Regions from separate parts of the Gossypium hirsutum genome. Here region 1 is linked to region 2. Evidence: chromatin contacts called from public Hi-C data. All regions are on one chromosome and are shown on one strand. Each heading gives the region's core, a stretch centred on a gene start, on an enhancer-like site or on the middle of the called end of the contact. The rest is flanking DNA. Distances are from core to core; before and after follow the strand shown. Region 1 holds the start of LOC107950577 (flavin mononucleotide hydrolase 1, chloroplatic). Region 2 holds the start of LOC107950582 (pre-mRNA-splicing factor ISY1 homolog).

The links. A called contact is a pair of places that touch in the nucleus more often than the background predicts.
Region 1: a Hi-C map of leaf shows a contact between it and region 2, with 8 times the contacts expected there. The contact joins the promoter of LOC107950577 here to the promoter of LOC107950582 in region 2. A contact is called at or near these places in 14 of 34 Hi-C or Micro-C datasets (anther, callus, fibers and 3 more).

What each region holds. Positions count from the first base shown.
Region 1 is chrD03:7,658,158-7,663,296 of Gossypium_hirsutum_v2.1, reverse strand. It overlaps LOC107950577 (flavin mononucleotide hydrolase 1, chloroplatic), which reads right to left and starts at 2,141. Exons shown (of 7, transcript XM_016885455.2): 1 at 1,769-2,141; 2 at 1,532-1,607; 3 at 105-156. The coding sequence starts at 1,992.
Region 2 is chrD03:7,504,479-7,510,242 of Gossypium_hirsutum_v2.1, reverse strand. It overlaps LOC107950582 (pre-mRNA-splicing factor ISY1 homolog), which reads left to right and starts at 3,226. Exons shown (of 2, transcript XM_016885460.2): 1 at 3,226-3,530; 2 at 3,864-5,057. The coding sequence starts at 3,893. The coding sequence ends at 4,792. It overlaps LOC107950583, which reads left to right and starts at 360. Exons shown (of 2, transcript XM_016885462.2): 1 at 360-1,219; 2 at 2,151-2,397. The coding sequence starts at 465. The coding sequence ends at 1,205.

The sequences.
Region 1 (5,139 bases), core at 892-3,391, 150 kb before region 2:
ATACTAAAATCAAGCATATTTTGCTTATATCTAATGAAAATGCTAATCAGCCTCGAGACAATGGATTAAAAGAATAACATCATGAAAACAAATGCAAAACCAACCTTGCAAATCAAAAGGTCTTCTGTCTTTAAAGAATTTTCCTTCTAGCTCATCCTGAAAGGAAATAAGATAACTTTCTCACACTCCAGACCAGAAGGTAAACAGCAAGGCAATAAAATTGAGAGAAAAGCAGCGTCTTAAAGATGAGTCATATAGCAATGAAGAGACCCATAAGTGAAAGGGAGCGAAAGAGAAAAAGGGGATATTAAACATAGAAGAAAGGCATGGAATTATTTTACATGCTTTCAGTCACAAATTATATTGCTAAAAAATGCAGTAGAAAGTACAGTAATAAAGTATAAATTCAAAAGTTCCATTTATAAATGTGAAACTGAAACCGCAATGATCAAGTAATCCTTTAATAGTATGTTTCTGGTGGACTGGAAATTTACAAGGTCTAGTAGGTTTCTGTCAAAGAATCAACTATACAGGTCAATATAATAAAGGATCATGGTTATGGATAGGTTAACGTTGGCATAAAACTAATAAGGATACTGGACAATAAAGAATATAAATAATAATCAATGAATGTACTGATAGTTAATCTAAAGGCAACAGATATGTGGTGTGTTATGCTTCGGTTGTGTACACAAGCTTCACTAGCTGAAGCCTAGAGAAATATTGTTAATAGACTAATGTTTTAGCTACTATATCCACTTATCAGAAAGCAAAGTACATCAAAGACGAAGGAAAAGGACTACAAAGGGCCATTTCATTTTGTGTTTAACAGCTAAATGATATTTTGCAGGAGATGTAAGAAGACAACAATGATGGGAAGTAAGAAAAATCAAAACTAATGCAATGTCACCAACTCGGGTTGTAAGTGGGTCAACATGCTGTGCAAGCTACTCAGGAAATAGTCAAGTTCTACTCCTCCTCTGCCAAGTCAAGTTCAGGCTCAAACACCGGCAGGGATAACAAAGCATTTAAAAATGTATATTTTTAGTAAAATGCATATATTATCATCTATATGTACTATAATATATATAATATTATTATTTTTAGGGCCTATGTGTGTCTGAATAAATGAATGGTATAGAACAAATAACATTACATATTCTTTAAGATATTTGATCCTAATTAAGTCAAGATCAAGTTTATAAAATGAAACTTATTCAAGCTCAGGGATGGTTTCAAGCCTCTCGTACACAAAACAGCTTGAGGTCAAAGCTGTTACTACGGAACTCTATTCAACTCGCCTTTATGTACAAAAATTCAAAGGAATAAACATCCAACTTAGCTTTTATTGCTTGAAATGGCAATCAATCCTAAAAAATTGACAAGTGAAACATGTTTCAATAAATATTATAATTTGTTAGGTACCTCAATCAAACAGTTTAAAAGATCTTCCAACACTTACTCATAAGACTACTTTAGTCAATAAAATCTAGAGAAATATAACTTTCCCACATTATTAATCTAGGTGTACCTCATCAATCACCCCATTTTCGAACTCAAGCCATGCAGTTGGATGCTTGCATTCAATTAGTTCCTTCAAAGACATTCTGACCATCGAATTTAACTTTGATCACTTCAAAAACTATCGCCAGCAGTGGCAGTTATATTGGTTTGAAATGAAAAAAAAAATGATATAAACCCAACAAACACAATTCGAAACAAGAATTAAAAAAGAGAAAGAGGGGAGGGAGATGAAAAACCCAGTTACCCGAAGAAGGCAGGGACGTCATGGTAAAAAGGGTCACGAACAATGGTGTCCATGATGTCAAACAGCAAAATCGGAAGCTTCCTGGAGTTGAAGGAAGGTGATGTGTTGGTGGGATTGACTGCCATCCTGGTTCTGGGGAATGGAGAAAATAGTTTTGGACGAAAGCAGAGTGATGTGGCTGGTGGTGGTGATGCTCTAACAAATTGAGCCATCCAAACGTACATTTGCAACCCAAGAGAATTTTTGATATTTTGGTTTCCAGATTCCCCTTACCAGGAAAGAAGGGTCAATGTTCGCTGCGCAACTCTGGGTTTGCCTCTCTATGTTTGGGCTTACTATTTGTTTCATCCATGTTTGTGGGTACTTCTCAAAAAAATAAAATGCCTTGGCACAATATTTATATGTATATATTTGTAATTTTATAAAAAAAAATTTTAGTGATGAATTTATATTCTTAATAAAATTAAATATTGAATGTAATTATTCCTTTGGATAAATTTAATTTTTTTCAAAATTATTTATTTCTTAAATTCAATCTTATTAGTTATTACTATTACTATTTTAATTTATTTTATATATTTTTTATAAAAAAATTAAACATAATAGTTTGGATATCTTACTTTTTAACCAAGAAGAAGAAGAATATGTAAGCTACTTACCTACTTATCTTATTCAACATTTTTTTGTTGAAAAATTTTATATTAATTAAAAAGTTAATAAAATTACCAAACACATTTTAAAAAAATTTAAATTAGCGGATCCTAATGCTAAATGTGTGAAAACCCTGATATTGGACCAATTGTGTCAACCTCGAACCTTGATTGGCATGCATAGGCTGTAAAACTTGATAACAAATTGAATCGGAACAACGAATTTTATTGTTCAAATTTTTTTATATTTTATAATTAAATTTAAATAAAAAATATTATCTATTTATTTTCCATCTAAACAAGTTTCCAAGCACCTATCAAGCTAATGATTCAAGGTTCTTGTGATCTAATGTGTTTGATTGAGTGAAAAAGTAGAAGGAATAAATGAAAAAGTAGAAAGAAAATAAATTTTAAGTATAGTTGGTAAGAAGAAAAGTTTTGTATTTTTAATTATATATGGGTTGATATTGAGGATTTAAAATGATCAACATCACGTTTGAAGCATTCAAAGCGGATTACGAATTAGTTTCGTTATAGGGTAGCGAGTATCGGATTATTGAAGCATGGTTCACTGTTTTGTTTGTATATCATGTGTTTGATTTATTACTTGTTATGATTGTTAATTGGATGTTATTGCTAAATTGAGTATTGAATGTTCATTCTTGAAGCAAATAAGGCTGTAAGAGACAAGTGAACATTCACCTAAAATCTCACATTTCTATGTTAATTATTGATTTTGTTTTGTTTATATAAATGTCTATACTTGTATAAAATGATTAATGTCCAGTAAAACTAGTTGGCATACATCAAATAGAGTTAGCATATTATAAGGTGTAATGATCCCCTTTATTGCTTATTGTTTATTGTATGAATTTGTTACCGAAAATGGTGGTTTCAAAACTCCATTTACCGATGGTTGAGTCTATAAATTTTCATATTTCATGATTGCTAGTTTATTATATTGTTATAAGAAATTCTGATTTGATAATTAGGTTGATTTGATAATTGATTTTAGTTTAAAGACTAAGTTGTAATGAAGGTAATAGTTAGTCATACTTGAACTTTAGGAGTTAAAAGGTTTTATATAGCAATTGTCCACTTTCAATGTTAGTGGACAATTGATGCATGGATTAGGATGAACACCTATTAGAATGTTAGTAAAATAACACTTTGATAAATGCGAGAATAAGTATTTAAGTGGAAGGAAAAAGAATTATTTTGATTCTCATCTTTTTCTTTGAAATCTCACCATAGTAGGAGAAAAGAAAAGCTTTAAGAATCTCTTTAGCTTTCAGCCTTGCATAGTAAGTAAATTGTAGTCTAATTCTTATAAATTTTATGTTTTTGTGAACGTGATAACTCAATTTAGTTAACTCCTGTCTCTATTTTCAAAATTGTTAAAGTTTTGAAGTGTTATCATTGTTATGTGCTTAAGGTGTTGGTGTTAATTGATTAAATTAGAAATTCAGATATGAAAAAGATCTACTTGATAAAGTGAAGAATTGTTATTCTTAATTATAAAGATTCAAGTATGAATGTCCGAAACAGGTTTAAATGCATTGTAAGCTGATGAATAGTATTTAGAATTTCAAGTGATAGAATTGAACTGACTTATATCTATACAGTGAGATGATCAATGATATTTGGTTGATAAGAATTGAATTAAATTATGTTATAGATCAATATTTGAATCCGCAAAGAGAAGGCCACGGAAAAGGGAAGGTTGTTAAGTAGGCTTTATCGTGGTGTGTTTCCATTCTGCCAGATAAGTTCATACAATATAAACGCTATTTAATTCTTCGTTAATTTTATTATTTAAATTATATAAATTGAATTTGGTAAGTTAGATTCAGTTTGTTGAATATAGCAATGAGATATTAAATTATAAAATGAAAGCATCTTGATGAACTTAGTAAAAGACTCGTACACATTCATACATGTTATTTCATGATGATTCTGATATCCAATATTTGTTGCTGACTTGAAGATACATGTGACATAGATTTAGCTTGGATTGGTAACCTTACATGTATATACAACTTTGACCAGGTTTTCTTTGTATCGATAAAGGTTTAGCCTGGACAATTAACCTGACACCTCTGTATGTGACTAGCTCAGAAGAGCCTCTGATGTGAAGAGAACCTGTGTTTCAAGTTATTTTATGATGTTTCATCGGGTATAGTAGAATATGCAAATAGTGAAATTGGTAAGTTATGGAATAGAGGTAATAGGAGAATTGTTGTTAAAATTTTGAATTTGTACCCTTAAAAGAAAGATGGGCTATTTGAACAAGAAAGTTAAAATATCATGTTGCATACTTGGCGTAGTGTATATAATTCAGGGTATACACTTACCTCTCTGATAATCTGTGTTGGTTGAAAGGTAAACTATGTTTGCAAATTAGATTAACATATATTGGTCATGTGAGGTTGGTTAATTATTGAATTTGTATGAGCTTACTAAGTATTCCTAATACTTACTTTTACATTACTTTTACCTTATAGATATTGTTGCACCCATATTTGTTAAGTCGTATGTTGCAAAGGAGAATTGCAGATAAAATTGAAAATTTTTCTATTCTGGTAAGTTCTTTTTGTAATTAAAGATAAGATGCACCCATATTTGTTAAGTCGTATGTTGCAAAGGAGAATTGTGGATTAAATTGAAAAGTTTTCTATTCTGGTAAGTTCTTTTTGTAATTAAAGTTAAGTGGCGGGTAGG
Region 2 (5,764 bases), core at 1,977-4,476:
CAGAAAATATTTTCCAGTAAATCATTTTACAGAAAAGTAAAACATTTTCCAGAAATCATTTTACGGAAAACATTTTACTGGCAATCAAACGGACCCTTAGTGATTGTTGGTGTAATTTACCATTATTTTGGATTCTAACATTTTTTACATGGAAATCACAACCCAAACAAGTTTTGCTACAATGCTAACTCATTAAAACAGAAAAAATAAAATTAGGTAAACTTAAAATGATAAATGAGCAAAAATGAAAAATTAAGGCCCTGGGGTTTATTTTTAATATAGTGCATTTAACATGTTTTTTATCTCATTCATATCCAATTTCATTGTTAATTTATTTTTACACTAATTATAAATAAAGACAGTCCATCCAAAACAACTAAGGGCTCGGGCGGTGTGTTCACCTTCTCTATTTCTATTCCTTCATTGGGTTCTTTGTTAGAACCCTTAAACCTACCGGAAACACAATGATCCGAATCGCCAAAAACCCCAAACCTCTAACAACTCTGACTCACCAATTCCTCCAACGCTGCACCGTCAGTGGAACCGCCAAAGGCAAATCCAAACTCAAAGCCGGCCAACCTTTGAAACGCTCCAAAATCTCCACTAAAAAAGGAAAAGGCGGCGCTTCTCTCGACGATTCCCTCCCCAAAGGCGGCAGAATCCCCGACGAGAAGCAAAAACTCTACGACCAATGCCTCAATGCACCCACACCGGTCCGTCACCTCTCACCGAAAGAGCGAGCCCGCGAAGCCGAACGAGAAAAATTGGGATTAATAAGCAAGGAGCGGCAACGGGAAATGGAGATTTTGAAGAAGGGAGGAAGAAAGGCAATGGGAGTCCCTGACGAGCCTATGATTATGGGAACTCCGGGGCTGGATTTGATTACATTGGGCCTTGTCGATGCCGATAAGATACCCAAATATGAGCTGACGGTGGAGGATGGCCGGAGATTGTCCAAGGAGTATAGTCGGGTTTTGATGAGGAAGCATAGGGCAAGGCAGGCTGCTGAGACTAATTTGTTGAGAATGAAAAAGGAGGCAATTGATGCGTTGCCGGAGAAACTTAAGGAGGCGGCTATGATACCAGATTTGACCCCATTTCCGGCAAATCGATTGATGGCGTCTTTGACTCCACCTATTGAAGGGTATATTGAGAAGGTTAAGGAAGCGGCTAAGAAAAGTTCCACCAAGCAGAAGCTTAGGTGAAGGCGAGGTGGAAGGTATTTTAACCCTTTTTCTTCATTAGGTTATTGACGAATCGTTAAGTGTTTTAAGTAATGCTGTTTTTTTCTTATTAAAAATTCAACTTGAAGTGAATGTATATGGAACTCTTCTTTTTTGGGGGGGGGGGTGGGGTGGGGGTGGGAGTGGGAGTTGAATTTAAACCAATTAGGACTTAAAATCCAAATATGAGTGAGTGACTTTTGTTGGTTTGATTATATCAGTTATGCAACACTTTCAATCTTACTTAAACTAATAACTTGCTTTTTTTATTGCACTATCATTCACTAATCTCTGGACTTGAAATTGATTCATTGAAGGTAGAACCATAGGATAGAATTCATATGGCATTGATTGACGGTTTTACTTGCTACCATTCAAAGACTACTTCATAGTTTTGTTTAAAACATAGGTTTCGACTATGTTGGATACTAAGTCTTCGATGCTCAATTACAGCAATATTTTTGATCAAGTTATGTTATAAATAAATTGTTTCTTGCTCTGGCTGAGTTCCAATTGGTGCTTCCTGTTATTGGTCACGTTTGCCATTTGGCATGTTTAAGTTTTTGTAGTATTGGCATCTTCTTGTTCAATCTGACTTCCAATTTGTGATATATTCGAATGTCATCCTGTGTATGTGGGCGCGCATTGCATGTGTGCCTGTGTGGATTAGACATCTATTTTTATCGTAAAAATTTGCTCGACAGTTAATAATCCAAGTGTTGCACATATACTTCTTACCCGTAAAAATGAACATGAGCAGGGTATATTTTGGTGTAGTAGGAATTGGTCTGGCGAGTATATGATGTAGGTATCTTGAAAGTATATTTACTATATTAATTGCTAGGAACCTGTATCAACAACCTGCCAATTTCTATGCCTCCTTTGTTCTAATGAATGTTTTTCTCACTAGATCTTTTGCGGCTGCAGTAGGCAAGGGACAAACTTCACTCGTGAAACTGATGATCAATTACAGCTGCAATGTAGTGTGATTTTCTCTGATGGCAATGAGTCTCAAAACAAGAAGTATTCAACATTGAAATTGAGCAATGTCATATTTTCCGGTTTAACGTTGAAACTAGCATGATGTGTTGTGATCCAAGCATAGGCAGCAACTTACAATTATTATTTCCTCTTTGAGGACTTGCTTGCTATAATAATCTGATAGCTTGAATTATTGACGCCTGTTTTTCTTTTACCGTATTAATCATACTAGGGATGTCTTGAATTTTATCTAGTCCCTCCTACTAACGGTGTCTTAAATTTTATTTAGTCTCTTCTCGTGTAGAAGCTTAGAATTTTGTTCTGCAACTTAAGAGCTTGATTATTAAGACTGGGGTTGGATCACTATTAAGGGAAAAAAATTGTTAAAGAAAAAAAAGGTTTAATTATAACTTTTTCCTTTTTCAATTTATAAAAGTTGAGAATTTTTTTTTTTATTTGTCAGAATTTTATTTTACAGAAACTTAAAATAATTCAATTAGATAACATAGTTAAACTTTGACGTAAAATGTTGACTTAGTCTTAAAAATTAGCATTGGAATTAGTAAAAATTAGTAATTCAATAATTTATGTTCAAGGAATTAATAAAGATTAGTAACATTAGCAAAAGATTGGATGAACTTATCAGTTTTTGGATTTACCAATGAAATATAGAGATTAATTTCTAAAGTGGAGAGATAAAATTCTTTTAAAAAAATAGAAGTATCAGACATGCACCTTGCACGAACTATCAAAATCATAACCAAGTTACAAATCTCGATTCGGAGGTCTCTCTTTCCTTCTCTCTTTTTGGCTGGTTTATCATGTTTCAATTTTAATTCTTCTAGAGTTTTAGTTATAATTAGACTTAATCATGATTCAAATGATCTGTTTAAATCCGAAAATTTATCTGAAAAATAAAAAAAATTTGAACAAAAATATAATTCTAAAAGGTAAATTTTAATAAATAAATAAAAATCCATTTTTTAAATAAACCGATCCTCAGATAAAACTTTTTTATCCTAAGCCCGGCCCGAATCACATGCCTGTCTACCGCTTCTTTCCTTTTCCTCTTCAGCCGACTCCCCCAATTTCTAATCCCTAACAGCTAATTTCTAAATCCCTAACAAAATAACTTTTCCTTCTCCACTCCAACACCCACCGGCCACCACCATCATCGTTCACCAGTCAGGCAGTCACTACCAACCCACCACACACCCGCTGGAGGCTTTATAATTTTAATACGGATCGAGCGAGCAGACTTGCCATTTCTTTCTGAAACGTTTCAAGTTTTAAGACGTCTCACTTTCAGCTCACGTTTCAGGGCAGGTGAATTTCAAAATCCTTTGTTTTTCATTAAATTTGATTTTCTTTTGGTAAATGGAGGCATTTCAATGATAAGGTCTAGAGAAATATTGGCCTTGCCTTCATACTTTTTCAGTTTTTTTCTAATCTGTTGTGCACATTTAATGGTAAATTTATTTCTTATTTTTTCATGTAACTATTGTTACTTTAACCTCTGTTTGGTTGCCGAGAATACCGAGGAACTTAATTAGCAATTTTTACATTGTTCCTTTTTCTGTCTGCACTGAGTTATTTATTTGGAGATTAAGCGGTTAAAGCTTTTCTGACTCTCATTTGCTAAACTTTCTCAAAAGCTAGCTCTTGGTTCCGAAACCCTCAATCACAATATGGCTCGAAACGAAGAGAAAGCCCAGTCGATGCTCAATCGATTCATAGCCCTAAAAGCCGAGGAAAAAAAGAAGCCCAAAGAACGCCGCCCTTTCCTCGCCTCTGAGTGCCGTGACCTTGCTGAGGCCGACAAATGGCGTCAACAAATCATGCGAGAGATTGGCCGCAAGGTCGCTGAGATTCAGAATGAAGGCCTCGGAGAACATCGACTCCGCGACCTTAACGACGAGATCAATAAGCTTATACGAGAGAAGTCGCACTGGGAACGGCGCATCGTTGAACTCGGCGGCCCGAATTACGCCAAACATGCCCCTAAAATGACAGATTTAGAAGGGAACATAGTGGATGTTCCAAACCCCAGTGGCCGTGGCCCTGGGTATCGGTATTTCGGAGCCGCAAAGAAGTTGCCGGGAGTTAGGGAGTTGTTTGAGAAGCCGCCGGAGTTGCGAAAGAGGAGAACTAGATATGATATTTATAAGAGGATTGATGCGAGTTATTATGGGTATAGGGATGAAGAGGATGGAGTTTTAGCTAGAGTGGAGGGGCCAGCTGAGGCAAAGATGAGGGCTGAAGCCGAGGAAGAGTGGCGGAGAGTGGAGGAGATTAGAAGAGAGGCAAGGAGAGGGGCGAAGGAGGTGGTTAGCGTGGGAGCTGCTGCGAGAGAGGTTTTGTTTGAGGAAGAGGAGGATGTGGTGGAGGAGGAGAGGAGGGAGAGGGAGGAGAAAGAGAGGAAGGATAAGGAGAGGGAATTTGTCGTGCACGTGCCATTGCCTGATGAGAAGGAGATTGAGAGGATGGTTGTTGAAAGGAAGAAGATGGAGCTTTTAAGTAAGTATGCGAGTGAAGGGCTGTTGGAGGAGCAGAGTGAAGCCAAGGACATGCTTAATATCCATCGGTAGAATAGATGCTGGTAATGTTGTATCTTTTAATTTGGACTTCGTTGATATCGAATTATATGACCTTTCTGTTTTGGTTAGATTGCTTTTAGATTTTATGTGAGAATTGAGTTTCAAGAATTACTCTCCCATATGCAACTTGGTTTTTATGTGGAAAAGAGCAGGAAAATTCTTTATATTTGCAACTTGTGATGTTGTTTACACCTATTAGAGTCATGGTTTTGTATCTGGATTTGGTTACATTGATATTGTTGTTAATCTTGTGATAGCTTTCATTTGTCCTTGTTGCTGGTGCTTTCATACCTCACTTGTTGGGTGATGCTTGAGATTATTAGAAAAAATGTTGGTTTTCCCCTGATGCTTTTTCGAGCAGTCAGCATCTTACTAGTTTAGTTTTGAAATAAAACCGGAATTGTTAACTTAGTGAAGTGCTACTCAACATCGGATGACTGATACTGCCGTTAGTCTTTTGCATATTTAGAACATTTTGCAGGCACTTTAACAAGTTTTTTCTGAGTCTACAAGGGAGGCCATAGTATTTTTAATCTAACAAATTAAGTTTTTGGATGGATGACATACATGAGCTATGATGAACTATAAAGACAAGTTGCACCATTTAACCCTAACCAGCCTCCTAACATGTTATATTCCGTTCACTTCAACTCTATTTTTGGAGTTTAACTTGTTATGAAAAATATCGCACCCTTGCTGTTCTTTCAACGGTTGTTTAAGGTATTCTAATTTGTTTAAGTGCCTAGACTTGGTGGGAACTTTTTCATGCTTTTACTTTTCACCATGTCACTAGTTTTAGGTTATTTCCCTTTTACAGTTACCCTGAAATGAATTGATCATTTTAATAGTGTAAATAATAAGTGCCATTTCAGTTTGTGGTAGCATTTAGGGTTTTAGGGTTTGTGGTAGCATTCGGTTTGTGCCATTACTTTTAGTAATGGTGTTTGATATCTTCTGGAAATT